Linked DNA regions of Pan troglodytes: region 2 is linked to region 1. Evidence: chromatin contacts called from public HiChIP or PLAC-seq data. All regions are on one chromosome and are shown on one strand. The core of a region is the stretch at or near the end of the contact, and the rest is flanking DNA. Distances in the headings are between cores, read along the strand shown. Region 1 holds the start of PRDM5 (PR/SET domain 5). Region 2 holds the start of LOC134809911.

Region 1 (6,080 bases), core at 2,173-4,672:
AAAATCACATAATCTGAGAGCTTGAAATAACCTTTCCACTTTGCAGTTTCAGGTACAATATCAAAAAACACCACCCACTGGTGGTTAATCATATAAGCAAGCTAGGAAAAAAATGGTCATGAAACAAAAAATGTAATGTAGTAAGGTGTTTGCTTAACTTTAAATTTTTATTGGATGTATACTTACTTTATGAGTTTTGAGTAACTAATATTAATTTTAATCTGCATAATACTTTGCAACCTAAAATGCCACATTTTCACTGAAGCATTCAACTGTGCTCCCGAGAAAACACAGCAAGCATTAGACAGGGTCTGGCACACAGCATGCAAAAAGTGTCAATTTCATTATTTTTCCTTATTCTGATTATTAGCAAATCACAATGTGTGAAAGTATGAATGAACTCAGGTCTCCTTTTTCTTCTCAAAAGCTTTCTAACTGACTCTTTTCCTTTTCTTGAGTTGTCACTATACAGATTTTTATACTGGAAAAAAAATCAGAGGCAACAGACCAGCAAAAAAGGATAATTGCCAAGGAAAAATCTAGTAGGACTAAGGTAAAGCCAGGGAATTAGGTGACTCTGCTGCAAAGACACCACCACTCTAGGAAGCACTGCACGAAAAGGGGTAGGACTAGAGGATTAAGGGGTCCCACCAGCAAGAAAATCCCATCTCAACCTGGTGAATGTAATGAGGGTGGGGTTTCTAGCAAGATTCCCCAACCTCAGTCTGGATTAGATTCTCTGAATTTGAAATCAACAGATGGCTTGAATTGCAAGCACTTTTTAAAACAGGAGTGTTATACAAGCATATGTGTTATAAAAGTGTGGCAAAACATCTGTAATTTCCAACACATGTATTAAAAGTGGTATCTTCCAAAATTTGTTTAGAATAGAGAGCATAAAAACTTTTAAGTAAGGTTCTTAATGTAGCTGCTAATAAATCTCTCTTCTCAGATCCCTTGATTTATGTCCAGAATTAGGCCTAGTACAAGGTTACTTGGAAAATACCTAAGAATTGAGGGACTGTTTGCCTTCCATAAGCAGGTAAGGGATGCCATGATACTCAGCTGCAGCCTCACAATTCAGCTAAAGTCTGCTGTTTGGCTTTAGCTTTGTCTTTGTCCTCAGATTTTGGAAGGAAAAGGAACTGAAGCTTGCTTTAAGGTCATTTCTGAGATCAACAAACCTGTCCATGACCTTTGTGACTGAATATTTTGGGATCATAACTAAACATCGATAATAGTTTGGATTCATAGCAAACATCTGCATATTCACTTTGAAATACAGCGAAGCATTCTAAATATGATCTGGATGAAAATCTGTATGTGTTTTATTTATTAAAGTTAAACTGGCCAGGAAAAGATAAGTATTTATCATTGCAATAGTAAAGTGATGCAATAATATATGATGATTTTGGAAGCTGTTCATTTCATTGCATGCCCAAAAATAAAATACTTACAAAGAATCAAATACATGAAAAAAATAAACTGAAATTAATAAAAATCTCAAAAGAAAGTAGGTTGGCCAGCTGTTTCTAAAAATCTATACGGTAATATAAGGAAACAACAAGGATTATATAATAATTCTAATCTTTGTAGAGTTGTTTATAGTACTCTTCATAACATTAAATAAAATGATTTTTAAGATCTGTGTTTAATTTTTAAAGTAATTAAATTTAAGCCAGAAACCTTTAAGGAAGGTCTGTTTGAGAATTTTTCACATCTTTTAAGAATGAATTAAAAGGAGAATTTCAACTCTGTACAGACGTCATTTGGTGATGGTTGTATTTGGCCTTCAAAAAATGTTGATTTTAACATTTGGCCATTTGGCAACTATTCAATACACCTCTAATTCAGTATTTATTCCTGTTTTTAACATTTGAACATTCTCGCCAACTCGCACTTGAAAAAATAAATAAGTGGTTTATTTTCTCCAATTTTGCCCTGAAGGATGACTGGAGATCATGTTGTCAGTGGAGCCCTTTTTGGAGATTAGTAGCACTTTCTACTACTCTTCACCAGCTCTTTAGGTCAGAGGCAAAGGGGAGAGGGTTATATGCAGATGAAAGGCACCCTAGTGTCTCTACTGCATCCTCTGAACCTCTTGTTAACATACCTTACCTGAACAAGACTGTTCTTGCCCAAACCTCCATCTTACAAAATATCTACTAAGAAAAGGGGGCGAGGAAGGCTAGGACGACTCTAACAAGTTATAATATTATAAGATCAAATCCAAAGAGCTGGACTGTTCCTGTGGCCTCTCTTCCTAGGCCTTTGCTTTCAACATCCAACACTTTCAGGCCCTTCCTGTACGAACTGAGCAATGTGCTTCCTCTCATCACATGCCTGTAACTTTCTGGCTGGAGAGATCGAACCGATGTTGGAGACAAATTAAAAAAAAAAAAAAGAGCGGAGAAAAAAGGTACAGACACTCAAAGATCATCTGGTTGGCACCTCCCTGAAGGCACATATAATACATTCCAGAAGGAGGGAAGGAAATCCTGGGCGTATGAATGAGATTCTACGGCCTGCGTGGAGCGGCGCTCTGGGCTGCTCCTCCCATCCCCGCATGGAAAGTTAGGCGTTTCTAGCCACATTAATTCATCCTAAAGGAAAAGAGGCGGCAGCGGAGCAACGTGCGCGCGGGGGAAGACACCCGCCCACGCGTGCCTTCGCCAACGCAAAGACGCAGCTCACACCCGTAACCGAGGAAGAGGGAGGCTCCCGCCGCGCTCACTTCCTGCGGGAGAGAGGAAAGACATCTTGCGGCAGGGAGGCCGGTGGCAGTTCCGCCCCTGGACCGGCCGGCAGCGGAGCGCACCCCGCCGCCACCTACGTGGCGCTGCCTGCTCGGGTGGCGCAGCGAGTAAAGGCCACCCCCGCCGTGCCCCAAGGTCCCCGGCCTTCCCCCGGACGCCTGGCCCGGCCCGGGCGAGGGGCGACCGGGGTGAAGCCCGCCGCGCCCCGGGCCCTGCAGCAGGGCGACTCCGGGAGGCACAGGGCGCGCGAGGTGCAGGGGCGCGCAGGCCGCCGCCGGGTCACCCACCTTTCGCACTCTGCGGGCCGTGTAGAGCCCCATGCCGTCCTGAACCCGGGAGGACTTCAGGGAGAACCTGTCCGGCACGTACATGCCCAGCATTTTCCCGGGCGCGGCGGCCGCCGCCTCTCTCAACACCGGCGCTTAGCGCCCGGCAGGCGGCACATCGAAATTTGGGGTGCCAGGGTAGAGGGGAGAAACCGGCAGGGAAGGAGGAAATGGAGTTTTCCTCCCAGAATCCCCACCTCCCTGCCGATTCCAGGATCCCCCGCGGCTCAGCCCCTCCTCGTCCCGGGTCGGGCTCGGCCCGGATCCGTTCCTGCCATTCCTGCTGCGGGGGCGCGGGGGGCGCGGGCCTGGGCGCTCCGGGCGCCGGGACGCCGCTCGCTGATTGGCCCGAAGTTGGCGGCTCTGACCCGCGCCCGGGCGCGAAGCCCGGAGCAGGGCTGACCCCAGGGCCTCAAACCCGGAGGCCCGCGAGCTGCGCGGGCCGTCAGCACCCCTAGCCCCGGCGCGGCGGCGTGCGTTCCCGCCTTTGTCCAGCTCTGGGTTTTCAAACCTTGCCCCGCTGAACCATTACTCCCTGTAGGGGAGTCTCGCTTGCTTCTCTTCAGATGCAAAACGAAATGGACCTTCACACAGCTGGGGCATCCTCCAAAACAACTTTATCAAGTTCCTGACTCTGAAAGCCAGCTTATTGCCGACTACTGAGAACGAACCCTGCGGTCTAGGAAATTTCCGTGCTTCTCACATTTGAGTTATGCGTCTTTGCTTTTTTTCACGTTTGTTGCAGAGGCTAGAACTTAATAAGGGATCGCAAAGTATGTTGATTAACGTACGGAAAAATATGTTGCAAACAATTTAATGTTTTAAGCACTAGAAACTAGATATTTTATGGTAACATAACCTCTGGGAAGTTCTTATACTTCTCAAGGTACAATATTCCTGAGACCTCCCTTGCTTGATAATCATTAGACCTATTACGGATTTTCAGACATACGGAAGTGGATTTGTGGGAGACAGGAGGGGACACCCAAACAATAGGATCTGGTGTCACAACAATGCAATAAAGTCACAAGTCTTGTTTTAGTGTTTTTAATAAGCTGTTAGGCTGTGCAGTGTGCCCAGGACCTTTAAAAGCCTGTTCCATCCTTCAAAGTGATCCTGGGGTCATCTACTTGGTATTCTCTTGATATTTATGGTAATTTTCTACTCTAGGGTCTTTTCTTGGAAACCATTTGATGTTCTTAATTGATGTTCTCATAAACCATTAAAAGCACACACAAAAGTTTGACAAAATTATAGACTACACACACACGCCATGGAAACGATTCCTGTTTCTGCAGGAAACCCTTGGAACATAGTTCCTAAGCAGATTTTTTTTTTTTTTTTTTTTTTTTGACAGGGTCTAGCTATGTCTCCCAGGTTGATCTTGAACTCCTGGGCTCAAGAGGAGTTGATCCTCCGGCGGCGTTGGCCTCCTGAAGTGCTGGGATTACACACTTGAGCTACCACACCCGGCCCCTATGTAGATTTTGATTCAAGTTTGGAAAAAGGTTTAAAAAACAAGAACAAAAGGCATTATGGGAAAAAAAAATCATGTAGTGGCAATATTAGGAGACTTTAAGGAACACAGTAAATGATGACATGATCCTCTTTCTAAGAAATGTAAGTTTAGCTTTCACAGCAGGGAGAGGAACACTTAGCCGCTCTGTGAGTTTTGATACCTTTGACTTGCCATGGAAGATCTCTAACTTCTCTAGGGGAAAATAAATCAATAAAAACAAAAACTCTCTTTTGGGGGAATTGGGAGTTCCATGGCCTTGAAAAATAGGTGTTCATTAAATATGTCTTGAATGAAAGTCACTTCTGAGGCTGATCTGAGATGTTCAAAAATTCTATGGTGAGCCTAGAATTTACTTGACTTTTTGTTGTGCTTCTGGACTAAGTAGGTTTTCCAGGGTTCCTTAGAACCAGGGCTGAAACCATGCCAGACCAGATCCACTGGGCCCACAGTCCAGAAGGTGGGGCCCTGGCATTTTCCTGGAGCATTCAGCTCTCTGTCAAACACAGGCTTCCAGCCACCCTTAAGCCATTCAGGGCTCTCAGTCAAATGCTCTGCCACTGTCTCTTTGGGCACGAGAATTTCCACAGCCTTTGATCGCTGGAGAGGAAAACGTTTTTTGGTTTTAGTCTGAAACAATCCTTATTTAGGGATCCTTATTTAGGCATATCTCTCAAATATTTGGTTGCATGCTGTCTTTCTGGGGAGCAAGGCTGCAGCCTTGAGAATGCCCCTCTCTGAATGTAGGCTTCTTTACTAATTAGAAAATGGTGAAAGTATATAAATAAAATTTTAAAGATAAATCTGAAATCAATAAGATGAGAAACTTTCCAAATATTTTATGAAGCTTGGTCAGATATTTTTGTTACAATTGACACATTCAGTGTATTTCATTAAAGCATGCAATGTTCTTTTTTATCTATTTAATGGAGTGTTCTGAAGATCTACTAACTAAAACATGGGAACTAGCAATAAAAAGTTCTTAATAATAAGTTCCATTACAACACACAAAAAGGATACATGTTTGCCAAATCAAAATGCACAGTATTGACCGGATATTTGATTTTGAAGCCTGTAAGACAGTGGTAGTACAATGAGTCATTTCTTAAAACTTTAAAAGCTAGAAAGCGACCTTTCAATATTATCTTTGAAAAACGGGAAATTAAAAGTCTGCTTTATATCAGGAGTTTAAATCCAGTCTTTAAAAAATAAATAACAAAATCAAAAAATTGATATTAAAGTACTACCATGCACCTGATTTACTTATTCTAGAAAATATTGTACTGTCTTGACAAACAAGAAATTATTCAAAATACATTGTTCCTTACTTTCAGATTTGCTTTTGGAGGAATCTTTTTCATTGATATGTCTAAAGCAAGCTCTAGTTATTGCATTTAAACGTATGTATTTGAGTGGGCCTTGTTTTTAGGGAAGACTTGAATTATGACTGTATATTAATTAATTATTTTACCATACTGTCAG
Region 2 (6,080 bases), core at 1,295-3,794, 160 kb after region 1:
ATGATGTGTAATTCACACTCTGTTCCTATGCTCTCGGTTGATTCAGTCATCATTATTCCATTTCCAATATCTACTCAACCATCATACCAAAATGATAAGTCCTAACGACGACAACAAAAACACATACAGTTTTAAAGTAAAAATTCTGACCTCTAGATAGGCTGAAGAGAACTGCTATAGAAATAAATATAGGAAGAGAAGAGATACACTTTATTTCTACTTTTCTCCCCTTCATGTCAAATAATTTGTTAGAGTTTTAAAATACATTTTTCTCCCTTCCACAACAGAGTCTGGTCGATAAATCCAAGTGAGAAAACTAAAATCTGAAACAACAAGGTTCATGCAGCCAACTAGAAAAGTCTCTACATTAAGTTGACGACTGACCTACTGTGGCTATTTCCAAGGTAGCATTCCATCGACCTGGTATTGGCAATGTTGTGACAATAGTCTTTACTCTTTAACATTCATACTTCACCACATGAATGTTAAACAGACCCAGGACAAATAAGCTGAGGGTGGGGGCTTCTCTTATCCTTAGAAGGATATTTTTCAATTACATATTTTGTTACATCCTAAGAGATAAAAGCTGTATCTGCAAGTGATTAAAAGATGTTTTATATTCATGGTTTCATTTCTGCTGAAATAAATGCGTAATTTAAACCACACATAATTCATAGCAATTTAGGCCTATTACAGAGTTCTAGCTTCTTTTTTATGATAGTTACTAATTAAAACAGAGTGTTACTGCCACACTAAGCCTAAGTCTTTGACATACAGGTTTAATGAATAAAATGTCCTGACACAAAAATGAAAGCAATAATGCAGACAAGGCTGCAAGCTGTTATGTTTCAAGTGTGTGGTAAAGATTAAGGGCATTCACTGAAGTGATGAACTGTGCAGAGAAGGACCTTGTAATTTCTTTCTCTAAAGGAAGAAGTAAAGGAATTTTTAGAGAAATCTGAAATAGTACTAATTTCTCTAACTCCTAGGCCCCTCATACCCAGTTGTCCCTCTCTCCCCTCCAAGAGTTTAAACTCATAAGAGTCACTTCTGAGGAATAAATGATGGGGTATTTTAATATAATCCTGAATATAGGTTTAGATTGAAAATGGGAATTGGGACCATAATTAATTACGTTGCCAAGTTTTTTAAACTTTAAGAAGACAAATGGAGGCAAATGACATTTTATAAGAGTGCAACCTTCTAAAAGATCATAGATTAAAACTGTGGTAAAACGACAGTATCTTTTTTGACATTTGATTAATCCCATATGCAGAATGACTGAAGAATTAATACCGTTTTGGTGTTTTCACTTTCTGAAACCACTGTAATAAGAGACTGACATAAACTCAAACCCAAGTATAAACACAGTCTGAGCGAAGGTTGCGGCCTTATTATCACTCTTAACAAACAATAATGAATAATCATACCGATCGCCCTCACTACACTCTGCTTTATATACATATTCCCTGTCGGATCCATCCATCACTTCTTTCAAGATAATAAAACAATTCAATCCCATCAAATCCCCTGCAACCGCTCCCTTGGGAGGGATGTTTTATCTCTACTTCTGCGAGCCCAGGGAGGATTTTACTTGTTTGAAGGGGGCGGAGAATGGAGCGGAGTCCTATTTATTTCCATTGATGACTCCCCTGGTTCTCACAGGCGCTCAGGGACCGGGTGGGAGGAGGAGAGGAGGAGGTGCGGAGATTCCCTCCGTCAGAAAAGAAAAAGGGTTCAGGAAGCGAGGCAGCAGGAGGAGGGGTGGAGGGGGGAAAGAGAGGGTAGTGTGTTTGGGGAAAGCAGCAACTAAATGAAAAAATAAACTCTTCTTTGTGATTTAGCGGGATCGACAGATGAGAAGCAAATTTATCAACCCAACAAAGTTGCTAAAAAGAACTCTGTAAATAAATTTAAAAAAAAGAAGGAAAAAACATAACAACAACAACAAAACCCAGACATACACTCAGGTTCATTTCCCGCTCAAGGTCTTGGTTTTAGGGTGCCACCCGTACCCAAGAGCAAGAAATGGACAGCGCCCCGAAGGGGGCCAGGAGGGGAACCGCAACTTGGCCGGAGGGACAGCTCAGAGACAGCGTAGAGGTGCCCGCGGCAAACTCCGAGGAGCTGATGCGGGGCGGGTCCGGGGAACTGCCGGGAGCTCTCACGCCTGGGCCTGGGATAGGGTGCGGGAAGAAAGGTGAACCGAGAGCGCACAATGCAACGAAACCGCACTCCAAATTCAGCAGTTTGCAAAGTGCCTCCAAGAAAACAGCTGGGACCTGCAATCACTCGTTCGGACTCCTAGGTTATCAGGGCCGCGGCGACTCCGCTCAGCTAGAAAGGTAGCGCGGGTGAGAGCGAACCTCAACTCACGCACAGACAGGACGAGGGCACGAAGCCGAGTCTCCTGGCTGGGGCCGGAGGGGGCGTCACCTCGGTGGCCGCTCTGCTCTCCAGAAGAAAGTATGAGCCGGTCCCAGGCCACCTCGCTCAGCCCAAGGAAGTTTCTATAACGATGCTCGCCTACCACGCAGAGGACAAATGAGGAGCCAGAGCGGTTGGGGGTCGGGCCAACCGAACTCCCGGCCCCGGCTGCGCAGCTCCCAGACGCCCACCAAGAACTCGTGCGCTGCCTGGACCTCTAGCTTTTCGCCCTACACGCAGCCCTCTGCAAAACCCCAGTCCCGCAGACTTTCCCTAGCGGCGGGAGGAGGGCATGAACCTGGAAAGGGAGGCAACAGCCCTCTTGGCAGGCGGGCAAAGTAAGTGTCCAGGCTAAGTCCGGGATAAAGACTCCGCGGCTCCCCAGACCCCACCGCACCCCGAGCTCCCGGGTCCCAGGTCTTCCCCGCCCTTGCGCTGTCTGTCCACCTCCTCACATCTCTCCGGGCCTCCCAGCTTCGAAAGCAGCTAAATTAAAAACAAACAAACAAACAAACAACAACAACAATAAAAAAAAAAAAACGAGGGAAACCTGCTCCTGCCCTTCATGCCCTCAGCTCCTACGGATAGGGCGCCCTTGAGAAGCTTCTTGGGCCTTGACGATTTGGGGGCGCGTGCCTCAAGCCCCCATCTCGGATGACCCTTCGGGCGTGAACGCTCCTTGTGCTAGGTCTCGGGGTGGCGGGCTAAGGCGTTGGGGCTCTCGGGCATTGCTTTCCTCTCCCCACTTACCTTAAAAAGATCTGTTTGTTTTTCGTAGGGAAAATAGAAAAAATCCCTCCCCGTGGTGTGGTGTGCGAAATAGTCCACGTCCCTGGACCCTGCCAAGATGCTAAGCACCAATATCCAGGAACGAGAAGCCTGGAGGGCGGGGACGGAGGCAGATAAAAGAGAAAAATTCAATCCGCTGAAGTGTCCCAACTTTGCGGTCGGCACAGCAAACTTCAAAGGCGGGCGAGGGCGGGCGGCGCGCGGTCCCCGAAGTTGCTGCGAAGTGGAGTAGGGAGCCGCGCGGGGCTGGGGAATCCCGGGGCAGCGCCGGGAAGCGGCGGGAGGTCCTTTTAAACTGCAGGGAGCGTGCGGGGGCTGGGCGGCGGGAGGATGCCGCAGCGACCCGCGGGGCTGGCGCGGGCTTCGCGCGCGGCCGCTACTCGCACAGGCGCCTGGCTGGAGCGCCGCGCGGGGTGCGGGGAGAGCCGGGCGCACGGGGCGGCAGCGGCGGTGGCGGGTGCGCTGCTCAGTTAGCTCCGCTCTCTCGCGGCTGGAAGCGGGGAGTGTGTGTTCGCTCCCGAGTGTCACTGCTGAAGCCCGGAGTCTCTTCCCCTCCCAGCCCTAACCCCTCCCGCCTCACCGCTGCCCGCCCGTCCCCTCCCTCCTCTGCCCGTTGCCTCCCCCTCCGTCCCTCCTTCTCTCCCTCCCGCTGCGCGCCAGCGCGCGCGCACGCACACACACACACACTCATACACATACACACACTCACACACAGACACCCTCTCCCTCCTTTTCTCTCTCCCTGTAGCCCTCCCTCCCTCTCTTTCTCTCACACACACACCACCCTGCTCAGCGACCCAGCGCTCCCCAAACGGGACCCTCGCGGGCGGCATCGCGAGGGACACGCTGCTGTCCTAACCTTAGCGCCACTCGGGGAGAATGAAGGAGGCCCACCGAGCCCCCGACAAAGCTGCAAAACCCAGGAGACGCGCACGCGGGACCATCACACTGTCAAGGAGACCGGGGTGCACAATAGAGGGAAACTCTGGGGTTGATCTGGGGGCAGGGAGGGGGACGTGTTAAATCCAGAAGGTTGGTGGTTGGAGGCGGAAAGCAGAGTGTGCAAACTGTGCATTCATGTCCCACTTTTCACCCGAACGCCTGCCTATCACAGCCTTCGCTCAGGGAGCGCTTCCCCCTCGGCGCAGACCGAGCCTCCTCCGATTTGAAACTCAGCAGCTGTTTTAACAATTGAAAAAGCGGCCCTACAGGACCAGTGAAACGGAGCAGAGTGTGTGAAGCCATTAAGGCTGACTAGGTAATTATGATAAAAAGTTACCTAATTAGCAACCTGGCCTGGGCTTAGGAAAACCAAGAAAAAAAAAGTACCGAATGATTTGGTGATCTCATTTTTGCAACTGAGAACCTGATTTCCAGCAAACCTGGTTTTGTATAAGTTCTAATAATATATAATTATTTATTAAGATATAGTGTCAGTATTGAAAACACTAGTTCTGTTATTGCCACAATGAAATTAAGGTAGGTAGGATGAAAATCAGCCTTACCCCGGTCATATTAAGAACTATGATCTTTTTTGTTAAACAGTTGGTCACAGAGGGTGGACCAATGCAGCTCCTAAAGTTTTGTGGCTCCTAGATGAAAATACTGCAGGAAATGGATTTATAAAACCGTTTATACGACATAAAATAGTTTTGTAAAATTTTTAAACACTGAAAAGGACATTTCAGATCACTGTGCAAGCATATTTTTTGCAGACGAGACAATGAGGTGAGAAAAGTCCTCATTGTATCTCCACTTAGGAGATACGATCTAGAGCAGATCCCTGGGTCATTCATTAACAAAGCTTACGAAGTCCCTGCTGTATACCAGGTATGTCTTATGTGCTGAGATTTAGAGGTGATGGTGCTGCCTTTAAGGAACTCACCGCCTGGTGGGGAGACAGAGGCATAAATGAAAATGTGATTAGCACTATAATAAGTGCAGGTACCTGGTCCTATGGAAGCATGGAAAAGGAAACAGCTAACTCCCCTTCAGAAGCTTCTCTTGGTAGAATTTTCAGTGTAGAGTTCTGAAAGACAAGGAAGAAATACAAGGCCAACAAGGATGTGGTGGAGGGGGGAGGGCATTCCACAAACAGAAGCAAGTGAAGAGGTTAGGAAAGTGTCAAAGTACATGGTGTGTCCTGGAAACTAGGAGACTAGGTGCGGCTAGACTGCAGGTGATGTAAGCAAGGCCAAGCCACACAAGGCTCTCTGGGTGTAAGGAGCCAGAACTTGCCTGGAGGTGGTGAGTAGCTGGGAAACTGTTAAAGGTGTTAAGCTAGGACAGATTCTAAGGTTTCTAAGTATTATTAGATAATGTGTTTTAGAAGGTTTCCTCTGGTTTCACTGTGCAAGACAAATAGAAGAGAGATCACAGTGAGGTTATTTCCAGAGGAAAAATTAGGTCTGAACCAAGGCAGCAGAAGTGCTGTTTGGGAGGTTAGGACAGCTCTAGAGATATTTAGGAAATAGAATAGACAAGGCTTAGTGATTGATTGGACATAGAGGGTAATGGAGAGAAGAGAGTCTAGACTGACTCCCAGTTTTCTGGCTGGTGCGCTAAGGCAGGGATGGTGCCACTAGCCAAGAGAAACACACAGAGAGGAGCAGTTTTAGGAGGAATATAATGAGTTCTGTCTTAAACTTGTGGAGTTGGGGGTGCCTCTGTGACATCTGAGTGCCCTGCCATGTAGGCAGCCAAAAGGAAAGTTCCTAGGAGGGTAGACAGGAGCTGGAAGGATACATTCAGGTGTCTGGCAAGCATGGGGGAGGAGTAAGGCAGCCAGGAAGAGAAGACTTAGGATGGGACATGGCAGACACCAATGTCTTAGACATGGATGAAGGAAGAGGACCCTGCAAAAG

The links. HiChIP or PLAC-seq counts read pairs in DNA pulled down with a chosen protein or histone mark.
Region 2: an H3K4me3 HiChIP or PLAC-seq map of stem cell-derived excitatory neurons shows a contact between it and region 1, with 2.1 times the contacts expected there. The contact joins the promoter of LOC134809911 here to the promoter of PRDM5 in region 1. A contact is called at or near these places in 1 of 7 Hi-C or Micro-C datasets (induced pluripotent stem cells) and 1 of 1 datasets of contacts at active chromatin or transcription factors (stem cell-derived excitatory neurons).

Annotation. Positions count from the first base shown.
Region 1 is chr3:122,097,798-122,103,877 of NHGRI_mPanTro3-v2.0_pri, forward strand. It overlaps PRDM5 (PR/SET domain 5), which reads right to left and starts at 3,423. Exons shown (of 14, transcript XM_054683350.2): 1 at 3,044-3,423. The coding sequence starts at 3,136.
Region 2 is chr3:122,254,504-122,260,583 of NHGRI_mPanTro3-v2.0_pri, forward strand. LOC134809911 reads left to right here and starts at 2,545. Exons shown (of 3, transcript XM_063809812.1): 1 at 2,545-2,765; 2 at 4,932-5,046. The coding sequence starts at 2,545. It overlaps NDNF (neuron derived neurotrophic factor), which reads right to left and starts at 3,750. Exons shown (of 4, transcript XM_001151746.6): 1 at 3,178-3,750.